Linked DNA regions of Danio rerio: region 2 is linked to region 1. The links are chromatin contacts, called in public Hi-C maps. All regions are on one chromosome and are shown on one strand. Each heading gives the region's core, a stretch centred on a gene start, on an enhancer-like site or on the middle of the called end of the contact. The rest is flanking DNA. Distances are from core to core; before and after follow the strand shown.

Region 1 (6,634 bases), core at 1,752-4,251:
TTAGTGAACACAAAAGAAGATATTTTGAGAAATGCTGATTTCTGGGAATTCAATAGTATTTTCCCCCACTTTTATTTTATCTATTATGAAAGTCAATGGATCCCAGCAACCAACATTCCTCAAAATATATTATTTTGCATTCAACTGAAGAAAGACAACTCATGACGGAGATGAAATAATGAGGTAATTTAAATTTTGTGGCTGTCCTATAGCTTTAATTGTACCGAATGTGCACTTGCAGTGTGTTTTAATCCTTAAATGGGTGTTTAAAATGTAACATTAATATTCATGGGGGTGCGCTTTAAGAGTGTTTCATATTAAACATGTTATATAAGTATCTAAATAAATGACACACTTTTCCCTGGAAATAACCTTGAAGTATATTTTAGTTAACCATTAATCCTTGCCAGTTCCTTCAGCAGTACATTTAACTAAAGCTCATAGATAACTACACTGTAAAACCCAACAGTCAAATTTATCAAATGAAATTAGTGTAAACCTCAAAATTTACTGAAAGTTAATTTTACTTATTTGAAAAGAGTTGTGTTGAAGGTAGTGAGTTCATTAAATACCTCATTACTTCAACTTAAATGGAGTAAGTTCACACTACTCATGTAAATTAGTTTTTTTTAACTCAAATGGTTTGTAGCAATCTGTTTCCTCAAACGGTTTGAGTTGACTTAACTTAGTGGGTTTTACAGGACTCAGTTGGTTTGAGTTCTATTTATTTATTGGGTTTTACTGTTCTCAAATTGCTTTGTTTACTCAAAGGCACTCATTAGAATTCATTTTTGAACTTAAATGGTTTGTTGCAATTGGTTTCCTCAAACCATTTGAGATTGCTACAAACCATTTTAGTTAAAAAAAATAACCTAGATGATTACTGTGAACTTACTTCGTTTAAGTTGAAGTAATGGGGTATTTAATTAACTCATTACTTTCAACACAACTCTTTTCAAATAAGTAGAATTAACTTTCAGAAAGTTTTGAGTTAACTACACTCATTTCATTTGATAAAGTTGACTGTTGGGTTTTACAGTGCATGTGAAATCCTGAAGCAGAAGCACTTGTGACCACTGATCAAGATCAATGGCACATGTGCCTAATAAAAGCATCACTGAATTGATTGAAACCAACATGCATCACTAATCCAGTGATTGTAAAAAGGATGCTTTTTTATCCAAACCCAGTGTGTAACATTCCCTGTTTGTTCCAGAAGGAAAAGGGTGGGGTAAAGTAAACACTGTATAGCTGCTAAACCAAATAAACACAAGAATACTTCTAGAACAAACTTGCTCTCAAACTATTCTTTTTTTTTTTCTTTTTTTTTTTTGCATATTCATCATTCTTGATGTCTTCAAATTCCTGCATCTTTAGATTCTGGATATATTCTCTCAGTACTTCCACACACAAAGAGGTTCAAATATGATTTCAGGCTTTAAAAAAGGGCAGTGTTTAACTTGAAACCGATAGCCTAAAGTCTCCACAAAAGTAAGGCTCTTGTTCTTTGTGGCTGGAGTTTTAGATCTTCATGCTGCGCTCAGATCCAGTCTGTCTCTGGGTGTTTGGCAGAGCCTGACTGAACTCTCATCTGCTCCACACTGGGACAATCTCCAATTTTAGGATTGACAGTATAAACATGAACTAGTACCCCCTAACAGCTATTACAAGGCAAACTAATGACAGAATATCTGCCAGGACAATGAATAGACCAATATTTGCTGACTGACCCCACATGAAAAAATACTATACTGTTTTTGAACCATACTTTAGTTAAGTACTTGATTTAACCTTGGTAAATGGTAATACAACAACTATAGTAATATAAACAAATTATCTGTAATTTTCTACAACTATGTGGTATGTTACACTACAATATACCACAGATTACTGTAGTAGAAGCTGAGCTTATCGGTTAACTACAGTAAACTAGGCATAGTTCATAAAAAAATGGTTTCAAAAACACCAGTATTTACAATAAATCATTATTGTATTTTTAATTATAACAAATAATCATTAAAAACTAAATATAATAAGTCTTTAAGTTTCAAGGTCTTTCAAAAGACATTTAACGAAACGTGTCCTTTGTTCTTGTGTGTGTGGGCTCAGATTATCTTAGATAGATAAGATTATGCACTGTAACTCCTGAGGCTGCAGAGCTTAAAGTCTTGACGCGAAGACAATGACCTCAAGACACGAGCACGTGCACTTCTATCAGCCATTCTGCAAAAATAGCTAACACAGACTCTACTTTTGTCTGCATAATTAATTACTTACTCTCAGAGTCGCTGATGCCGCTGTCACTGACGCTCGCGCTGCTCCGTCTCTTCATAGTTTTCAAATGCTCGTCGTATCTGAAGTGTCTCTTCTCCACGGGGGACGTGAAATCCTCAATGACAGCGTCGAATTCACACAATACGGCGTTGAGGTCGTCATCATCCTCGAGAAATGCTGGATAATACACGCAAAAGTTGTTATAGTCGAGGAAAAAATCATAATTTAAGGGATAGTTCACTCAAATATGAACTCACAATGAACACACCTTGAAGTGTTAATCTATAAACTTTTATGAGTTGCGTTTTTTTTATTGAAAAAAAGATGAATTCCTGTAAGCATCGACTACAAAACAATCAAATACAATGGAAGTAAATAGTTACAGGTTTTCAGCATTCTTCAAAATATATTGTTTGGTGTTCAACAGGAGAACGAAACTAATAGAGGTTTAAAACAAGTAGAGTGAGTAAATGTTGAAAGAATTTTACATTTTTGATAAACTACCTCTTAAGATTATATCACACCTACCTATATAATTTAATAGGCTATACATCCTAACAGTAGGCTAATACGTACTTTTAAATACTTACATTTGCTCTGTGACTTCATCTTTGGAGACTTCATTTCTATACTCCGTTAGTGTCCAATTAGGAAATATCCGATATAATATAAAACTCCTTCTGCTTTTCCTTGTTAAATTCACACCGTGTCCGTGTCTGAGCTCTTTAGCGCACACACTGCGGTGTGTGGGGTTGTTTTAAATATTACCCGGCTCCGGGAGGAGGCGGTGACTGACGGAGGCGTGTCGGACGTGGGGAAACGCCACCGCCAATGAGGCGCTCACGCCCGTTTTAGCCCTCCGGGTGGGTTTCACGGACTGGCGTCATTCCCCCCCTGAAGTATGTGTTTGTAAACAGCTACGATGACACATGCACATGAGTGCTGCTTTATTTTTAAACATAACTCTATCCTTGTTTATCTTGCGTTCATTTTGTGATGACAATTATTTTACCAGCAATAGGCTAATAATGTTACTTACAGTAAAGGTGCTAAGTGTAATGCAATATGGTAGCCTATATAAAAAGTCGCATTACAACACAAAAAGACCCCCGTCATGTCCACATAAATGAATGTGTCCGCATATTTGTTAAAAGTATATAGGCAACTAGATTAAAAAATTATACTTTGTTTCATGATGAATGAAATGTTAAGAGAGAATTTGACAGGAAGAATCAGTAAACTCAAAAGCACATAAATATTAAAAGACGTTACATAAAAAAATAAATAAAATAAAATAATATATATATATATATATATATATATATATATATATATATATATATATATATATATATATATATATATATATATATATATATATATATATATATATATATATAAGCCAGTAAGTTACTTTAGATTAAAGGAAATTGTTAACAGAAACAAGAAAACAAAATATATATAAAAACAATCTTATGCAACCTAACTTTTTTTTAACATATCTTTTTTTTTTTTTTTTTTTTTTGTTATGTGTTACATTCAAAGTATCCCATTTCTGTGTCTAGTCTCATGTTGTCTTGCCTGTTATTGTCATTCATAAAACTGATGATCTGATCTAACTTTAGTTTTTGCAGACATCTGGTGGTGACTCTATGTATGCGCAGTCATTAAATTTGGTTCAGTTCTGGTACAGATTTTTTTTATTGACCATGTGGGTTCACATGCACAAGCCATTTCAGAAGTTTGTTGTTGGACCTGCATAACAGCTAGACAGATCAGCACTTTAGGAGTTCAGAAATCGTTTACCAGACTGAACAACACACAAGTACTTATTCATACAACTTCAACCACAAGCAATTTCACAATAGGCCAGACGGTTCTATTCACTGGCCTAAGTGCCTGTGGTTGAAATCCAAATCCTGCTTGTTGTTATGTTTAGTGGGGGGTGTGGGATTTATCGCTTTAGAAAGAGTTCTTCACACCTTCGTCTCTGGAGTTAACAGGTAGACACATGGTAAAACAAGAGATGTGTTTGCAGCTGCACTTGCCTGCTGACTTTATAGTTTATGTGAACAGGGAAGGTGTCAAAGACGACACATACCGTGTGAGAGGCTGAAAAATGTTCAGTTCACAAAATAAAAAGTTTACAGGGATATAATGAATGTTGTTAGTAGAAAAAAGACAAAAGATGGTGTTTAAACACCATTTTTTATTTTAAAGGGTATAAGATATTAAAGGGTAAGATATTATTTACTCAATATTTATTTACCCTCAAGTGGTTTTAAAAATGTATGAGATTTCTTTATTCTGTTGAACACAAAAGAAGATATTTTGAAGAATGCTGAAAATCTGTAACCACTGACTACTACAGTAGAAAAAGTAAGTGGTTCATTCATTCATTTTCTTGTCGGCTTGGGCCCTTTATTAATCTGGGGTCGCCACAGTGGAATGAACCGCCAACTTATTCAGAATAGGTTTTAATTTTTTTAAATCTATGTTCTTTTGTGTTCAACAGAATAATAAATGTTTAGATCAAGTAAAGGGGCAAATGTAAGTAAATGTTGACCGAATTTAAATTTTTGGTTGAACTATCCCTTTACGTTTTAAAGACAGCAATTAATAATGTACCACACCTTTTTAACCATTTATTGGGTTTGTATTAATTTTCAGAGAGTATTTCCTTTGATATATATATAACCCTGGAATGTTATTTCATGTTAGCTCAGAACTTATAAATGATACAACAAAATGCTAATTTTGATTATGTGTTAGTAAATGCTGAAATTAGGAAATTAGTTTAAATTATCTCTAATTCATAATTAGCTCTTGAAGTCATTAGCCAAGGGTTCCCATACCAAGCATTGTATTCAAGGGTTTTCCACCATGCATTGTAAATGTTTCATGTTGTGTTCAATAAAAAGCACTTTTTTATTTTGCAACGTAGATGCAGATTAAAACACATTCTATTCAAATTTCTGCAGAAATCTAAGTAATTCCAAAGGATTCACATACCTTTTCTTGCAACTATAATATATATATATATATATATGTATATATATATATATATATATATATATATATATATATATATGTGTGTGTGTGTGTGTGTGTGTGTGTGTAGGTATGTATGTAGTATATATAACAGTCATTCATTCATTTTCCTTCGACTTAGTCCCTTTATTCATTTGGGGTTCCTACTTGCTACAGCGAAATGAATCGGCCACTTATCCAGCATGTTTTACACAGCGGATGCCCTTCCAGCTGCAACCCAGTACTGGAAAACACACACTAATTCATACACATACACTATGGCGAATTTAGTTTACTAAATCCATCTGTACCACCTGTCTTTGGACTATGGGGGAAACCAGAGCACACAAAGGAAACCCACACCAACATGTGGAGAATATGCAAACTCCACACAGAAATGCCAACTGACCCAGCCAGGATTTAAACCAGCGATCTTTTTGCTGTGAGGAGACAGGGCTAACCAATGAGCCAGCATGTCGCCCGTATATCTCAATGTTATTTTATGTAAAAAAAAAATACAAATAATGAATTTTGAGTATTTGCAAGTAAATGTTGAAATTAGCATTGGTAAATGATTTTGTCTTAATTTTATGTTAAAATATAGTTAACTAACATTAACAAATAAATCTTAAAGTAAAATGTTAATAAAAAACTAAAACTGTCTCCCTGTGGTTTTGAAGTGACAAAATGTAATAATTCGCAGGTCTTTGCCAAGATTATCCAATATGCAGCACCCTTTGATGATTATATTTTTATTCAGTTGAAGTTAGAATTACAAGCCACCCTTTGAATTTTTTTTTCTTTTTAAATATTTCCCAAATTATGTTTAACAGAACAAGGACATTTTCACAGTATGTCTGATAATATTTTTTATTTCGGAGAAAGTCTTACTTGTTTTATTTCAGCTAAGTTAAATGCAGTTTAAATTTTTTATAAACCATTTTAAGGTCAATATTATTAGCCCCTGTAAGTTTTTTTTTTTTTTCGATAGTCTACAGAACAAACCTAATTACCCTAACCTGCCTAGTTAACTTAATTGATCTAGTAAAGCCTGTAAATGTCACTGTAATCTGTATAGAATACAAACATCTAGTAAAAACATCTAGTAATTTTTAACAGTAAATGTACTGTCATCATGGCAAAGATAAATTAAGTCAGTTATTAGAAATGAGTTATTAAAACTATTATGTTTGGAAATGTGTTGAAAAACTATTCTCTCCATTAAACAGAAATTGGGCAAAAAGTTTTTTAGCGGTGGGGCTAATAATTCTGAAACTGAAATTTTTTTAGTTGCAAAATATGAACACATATACAGTTGATGTTCACAACA
Region 2 (6,634 bases), core at 2,090-4,589, 210 kb before region 1:
AGATAAATTTGGGAAATCATATTAGATTCCTGTAGTCCAGGCTAAAATATGTGATTTTTGGTCATTGATTTAATAAGTTCACAAACAGCCATTTAATGACCGCTGCGACCAAATCTTTCCTCTGATGAAGTTCTGGCAGAGTCGGAAGATTTCAGACTCTTTCCTGCAGTGTGTCAAACCAAGAACCAATATGAGCACTGTATCTGATTACTCAATGAGCTCAATAACTTTAAACAATTTCTTTTTTCTATTCTGTTTTATTATTAAGGCACTCTGTGAGCAAAATTACTGCCACAGTTTATGTTTGCCATAAGGTATCATTTCAGAACTCAGGATAATGAATGTGTGATTGATGGAGGACGTCAAACTTTGGGTGAGTGTCTGTATTTGGCACATCTTCATTATAGTTCAGTTTGGCATTATGACAACTGAGATTCTGACAAGCTACAGTCATTTAGGATTATTAAAAATCGCACAATATGAGCCAGGCTTCAACCCTTTTGTTTAGCCTCCATAACAAATAATCAAGCAGACGCTGTGTTAAAAGTTGTTTTGTCTGAGTAACCGTTTTTAAGTCACTTCACTTTAGCCTTTTGTTTTTTGTTTTGTTTCATATCTATTGTGTTGTCTCCTTTGCTTTGGAAAAACCCACTTGAATTTCTGTTAAATAAGTGCTTCATTTCCATCACAACAATCAACATGACGTTATGAGTATTTTTTTTTAGTTTGAGAAACTTTTTTGAAGCCACTTCAGTCTGTTATTTTGTTTTTATATTTAAAGTGCCTTCTTTGCTGTGGAAATTACTATTTTTTTATGTCAAGTGTTTTTAAGAAACTTTTATGAAGACACTTTAATTGTTTTATTCTATTGTATCCTCGGCTGAGAAAACTACACACTACCATACAACTTTCTCAAATTGAATAACTCTCTATAAGCTGTTGCTACCAGTGTCCATCAAGATGGTACTTTGACAGTTTTAAAAATTGTAGGTCTATTTTTTACCACATGATGGCAGACTCATACTATATATGTTTTAGCATCCTGTTTATTTTTTTATGGCGGTTCTGAAACGGCTAATAAGATTTTTGGCATTGTGAAATAAACAATTAAGGAGATAATAGCTTTATATCCAGCAAATATCACGTTTTATGTAACTATAGCTTTGTGCAGATATATAACTTCTATCAATTCTTGGCAGATTTTGCTTCTATTTTGAGTATTGCATAACTACAAGATCAGTTGTCTGCAGTTTTACTGACAGTGATCATACACACACTACATGCTTAGGAATAAAAGCATGTAAAGTAAAAACAAAATATGTATTATATAGCAGTCATTTGGATTTTTCAGAGCTTGCTTTTCTTGCTTGGAAAAACATGTTAATATTGCTGAGTATTTTCAGTGGGAGTTTCCTCAGGGCATGGCTCCAATATTCCACTGTGTGAAACACAGATAATCTTTATTGTGGAGTAAATACTCTACAGCCAGTCAGAGAAAATAATCACATTTATCTCTCATTCAAGGCAGTGCTGAGTAGTAGTTTGGATTACATAATTTGGATTACATAATTGGATTTGAAAAATCCTGAACTTGTAATTATATATTATAAGGATATTATATATGTAATTATATATGATTCTCACAACATGATTATTTATGATTCTTACAACAGCAATAAAGTATAGATGATTTATTGAATAATACTTTGTTTCTTTTCTTTCTCTCTCTCTCTCTTTGTAACTGTGAATTCTGTAACTGTAAAATCATATTTCAAATGTCGAAGAATTTGGTCATGTATCATCATTGATGCCTTGCTGGGATCTCCGTTAATTCCCAAGGTAATCCCAAATATCAGAAAATCCCCTCTGACAGCTCAACAATTGTTAATTAAAATAGAAAAGAAAGAATATTTCAGTAATTTTGCATTCAGATTTTTGCAGTTCTCTGATTTCTTTAAATATATATATATATATATATATATATATATATATATATATATATATATATATATATATATATATATATATATATATATTAGCCTTCAAATGTTTAAATAATATTACATTTCTTTGATTTAATTAATTAGCCTTTTATTTGCATACAAGCTGACTACCATTCTTACTAATCCCAGAGTAATGAATGCATGTTTGATGTTGAAGTCAAATTAATAGTATATATTTACTTTTAATTCTTGCATTTAAAAATAAATAGAAATTAATTTGAAAATGCGATTTTTATTATGTCAGAATCAGACTTTTTGCCTATTCTTTGTACAACATTTTGAAAAATCTGCAGAATTATGCAAAATGATTTTGAGAGTATACTGTATGAGTTCAAATAATTACAAATACAATCTTCAGAATTAGCTTTAATTTAAAGTTTACAAAGCACATCCAATTAAATTTAAAAAGTCATGTGATTTTGTTTAAACAGATTATGTGAGAACAGAAATAGACATGACATTAATGGACAAACCAGCAGATCAGGCACATTGCACCACATCTGAAATGTTGTTTTGGTCATTCTTAAATCCCTTAGCAAAAGTTTGTCATCAAAGTGGTTCCATTTTATTGTGCTCCTAAAGACTGGTCTCAAGCCTCCAAAAGCCACCACACATTCATTGCCTTTTTGTCTTCGTCTTTTCCTACCACAGGTATTTGGCGCTCAGGAAGTGACGATTTTGTTCTCTGTGACTCATTGTATGGAAACGGTACTTTATTTTTAAAATATTTTTTGCGATATTCCTCTTTTACCCATAATTTTAATTTGCATCTTTTGATTGAAACAAAAATATAGAATGAGAGAGAGGCTTTCGGAACACATTGTTTTTAATTTTCCAGAATTCTGCACGTAAAATCGAGCTAAAGGCTTTCAAAGACAAGGAAGTTGTCAGTTGATGCGCCTGAATTCACATGCTTCTCTAGTATACAGTTTGTGAGGCACATAGTATATCCGTTCACTTGTTGGCATTAAAAAAATGTTAATATGTAAACCTTTTAACAAACAGTCCCTGTATGTGGCCTGTAGTGTGTCTTTCTAAGTGTTCAAACACTTCCTGTTCTTCTATACAGGTACACAAAGAGCCTCTTGACCATTGGATCATTCTGCACCTTTCTGGCTCTCTTTGAGCCTCCTTATTTTAGAATCAAATATTTGCCCAAATGGTCAGGTTGTTGACCTTTCAGTGCAGCTTTCTGAATAGCATGTGTGAGTTTGTTCAGTTGAATATCACTCATGTGAGAGTGTTCTGTGGTCGCCCCACTGAAGGAGAGAGAGATACAGTTTGCAAATAGAAAAAAAGCATATTTTATTCCTAGCACTGTAAGATGAAGGTTTATCACGAAGCTCAAGACAGTGTTATCATACTGTTGCTCTGGGTTTTTCCTTAACGGCCACAGAGCAAAGTCTTGGATCCGCCCTTCACGTACAAACAAACATGTTTTCTTCATTACACCAATGTGCAAATGTGATACTTTATGTCCTGCACACCCTTCACCCATCTTTTCTTGGTATTGTTTTCTAGTGTTCTAGTGTAGTGAAAAGTTTAATGATGATTTTGTGCATTGACTACGTTTGCATGGACTTCCGTAATCAAATTATTTGCCTTAATCTGAATAAGACAATAATATGATTAAGCTGTTTACTTTTTGAATGTTCCTTTCATGATCCTATGTTAAATGTTACAGCACATAATACGAATAACATCATTGCGTCACCGCGCTATCCACGTCTTTAACTGCAGTTTGGCACTTTCACTTACATTCAGGAACATTTCATGCATGCCTTCATGACAAACGAGATATCGGATGCCAGTATAAACTGCTGAAAAGTGTTGTTTTAATGGAATTTTAAACCACATGCTGTATGGGGAAAAAAACTCTCCATTTCACGGTGTGTGTTTGTGGTCCTTCACTGATTCAGTAGGTGCAGAGAATAGTGTCAAAACAGCTGCGTGTGTATAGAGACTATCTTGTCACAAAATGCGGTAAAATTTCCTACACTACAGTAATAGTTTGATACTGCACTTCAATAATGCGACTAAAATCGGCATACTCCACGTCTTAATCCGATTTCTGTTTAGTTCAATTATGACCTTAATCTGATTAAATTCATCCAAAAGTGCTGTTTACATGCTTTACCTAAAGGCAAGGTTGCTTAAATTACAAACATACGCTATTTCTTGTATGTTGAATGTTCGCTGTTAATGTCAGAATAAACAGTTGTGATAGTTGCTACAAGGCTTAAGCCCAATTTATTCTTCTGCGTCAAGTGATTGGCATACCCCGTGGTTTATCCCCTGCATGTAGCCGATGTCATTTTTAGCATTTATACTTATTGTTTTGCAATAATAGGTAAAACAAGTAAGCATTAGGTTTCTATGTTTTGTGTTGAGTTTCAGTTTTTTTATTTACATCTGTAATGCATGCACTGCTACTGAAATTGTTGAACATTCACCAACTTTAATCATAAAATAAACACAAAACAAAAATATCCATCAGGAGCTCCTCTGTGGGACTTGAGACACTCAATCCACTGGTCTTGCTCCATTCCCATGGCCTCCAACATGCAAAATGCCCCAAAATTTAAAAAATGCTTTGGCCTTGTTTTTTAGTTTGACACACCAATTTAAAAACTGCCCAACCAATGAGATTGCCCATTTTGTTCATGTGCCTTGAGCTGCTTAATTTAGTGTAAAACATGACTAACTGTAGTAGCACACAAGCACAAAACTGAATTTTCTTTCATGCCTTTATTCTCGCAAACTATTAATCTGATGTCTGGGTGAGTTTAAACAGTGGAAAGTTGTGATAAAATGTGGCCTAATGGTTAGAGTATTGGAGTTGTGATCCAAAGGTTGCAGGTTTGAGTTCCGGCACTGGCAGGGTGTGAGTCAGTAGTGTGCTGACACTCACTAGTGTGAGTTGCTTTGGATAAAAGCATTTGCTGAATGCTTAAATGTCAATGTGATTAAGCTTTATCTTATGTCAGGGAGTGTTTTTGCATGTTCACTTAGCTCACATCTAAAAATCGCTTGGGCGTGAATGTCTAGAAACGCTGGTGGTAAGCGCTAGTGATATCGCAGTGGTCACGTTATGTTGAGAACATTTTTTATCCACTTTGGGGTGCTGTTGAGTGTTAATTTGGCCACAACTTTCTAACTTTCTCTGGGCCCTATCATACACCCGGCGCAATGTGGCGCAAGGCGCGGCGCAATAGTCTTTTGCTAGTTTCAGCTTGGCGCAAGAGTCATTTTGAGGCGTTGCGCTACGCTGTTTAAATAGCAAATGCATTAGCGCTCATATGTGCGCCCATAGGCATTCTGGTGTAAAAAGGAAGGCGTTCTAAGGCGCACTGTTGGGGCGTTGCTATTTTGAGAAACTAAAATAGATTTTTCATTTGACCAAAACAAACCCGGTCTAAACTCCGGTGCAGAGTTGCTCCTCGCTTACACACTGCTTAATACACACAAGAGAGCAATGAGCAAATATCTTTACATCTGAAAAAATTTAAATATTACAGATATATATATATAAGATATAATAAGAATAGATATAGGATATAAATATAAAGGATTAAAATATTACAAAACATATTATTTTCTAGCCTACATAAATATGAAAAACCACTGCTTTTATGTCTTCTTCATCTCGGAAGGCTTTTTCAGTTCATTTATAACAATTTGCCTTTTGTATAATGTTATTATTATTAGCAGTATTATTTATTATATCCATATTTATATTTGTTTTATTAAAAACAAGCTTAGATTTGCCCACCTGTCAGGTTTTAGACCATAAGGGGCACATCATGTGTTTTAGGAAATAACTCAGGTTTTCGAGCACACTTCGTTATTATGGTTCATTTATTCGTTTGCTGGAAATTAGAACTGAATTTAGAAATAGTTTTGAAACGAGTATTTGCGCTTAACAAACACAATTAATTATTTATAGACTAATTGATGTCTGTGCATAAAGGTTTCCCTATCCTAGAGTGAAAGTGAAAGTGATCCATTATCTCTCATTCTCACACAGTAGATGCTCTGTTTAACAGTTTTCTGTTAAAAAAAACTGTTAACTGTTAACTGTTTGCTAGTGAAATGCTCAGTTTTTCCACTTCGACTTCCTGTAAATAGCGAATGCGCTTATGGCATGACGCACCTGACTCTTAAAGGGAATGGGAGATAAGACTCTAATTGGTTTATTCTCAAAACACACCTATAACTCATTAACAAAACAAACTCAACCCTTTTAGACCATGCGCCATGGCGCAAAGCAGGTTTTCCCGTCCTTAAATTAGCAAAAATGCGTTCTGACATGCCCTGAAAGCGTTTGCGCCCTGCGCTTTGCGCTCTGCGCATGGACCGTCAAAATAGAGCCCTCTGTGTTTTAGCAAATAGAATGATTTTTGGTGACGAATCTTATTTTGAAGCATATTTTAATGCAAATATAATTGTAAAAAAAAAAACTCTGGCGAATTTACTCTCTCTCTTTTATGGTTATGACTGTTTTTGACTTTCAATTTGACTCCATTGACTTCCTTTATAATGACAATTTTAATTGCAAAGCCATGACATGATATAATTATGGATTGTTGGTGGTTTATCTGTTTGGAAGACCTACAATCAGTTGCAGTGCA

The links. A called contact is a pair of places that touch in the nucleus more often than the background predicts.
Region 2: a Hi-C map of skeletal muscle shows a contact between it and region 1, with 6 times the contacts expected there. The contact joins the enhancer-like site here to the promoter of rgcc in region 1. A contact is called at or near these places in 9 of 18 Hi-C or Micro-C datasets (caudal fin, embryo, fibroblasts and 3 more) and 2 of 4 datasets of contacts at active chromatin or transcription factors (caudal fin and embryo).

The regions. Positions count from the first base shown.
Region 1 is chr9:19,055,664-19,062,297 of GRCz12tu, reverse strand. rgcc (regulator of cell cycle) reads right to left here and starts at 3,001. Exons shown (of 5, transcript NM_001002190.2): 1 at 2,865-3,001; 2 at 2,278-2,451. The coding sequence starts at 2,898.
Region 2 is chr9:19,267,031-19,273,664 of GRCz12tu, reverse strand. All of the region lies in intron 37 of vwa8 (von Willebrand factor A domain containing 8), which reads left to right. Among named protein-coding and RNA genes, the nearest start is that of vwa8, 150 kb to the left of the region's middle. Within about 2 kb of position 3,339, at least 8 of the 62 cell types and tissues checked have an H3K27ac peak or open chromatin away from gene starts, as enhancers often do. A contact at or near this core is called in skeletal muscle, where this site is marked.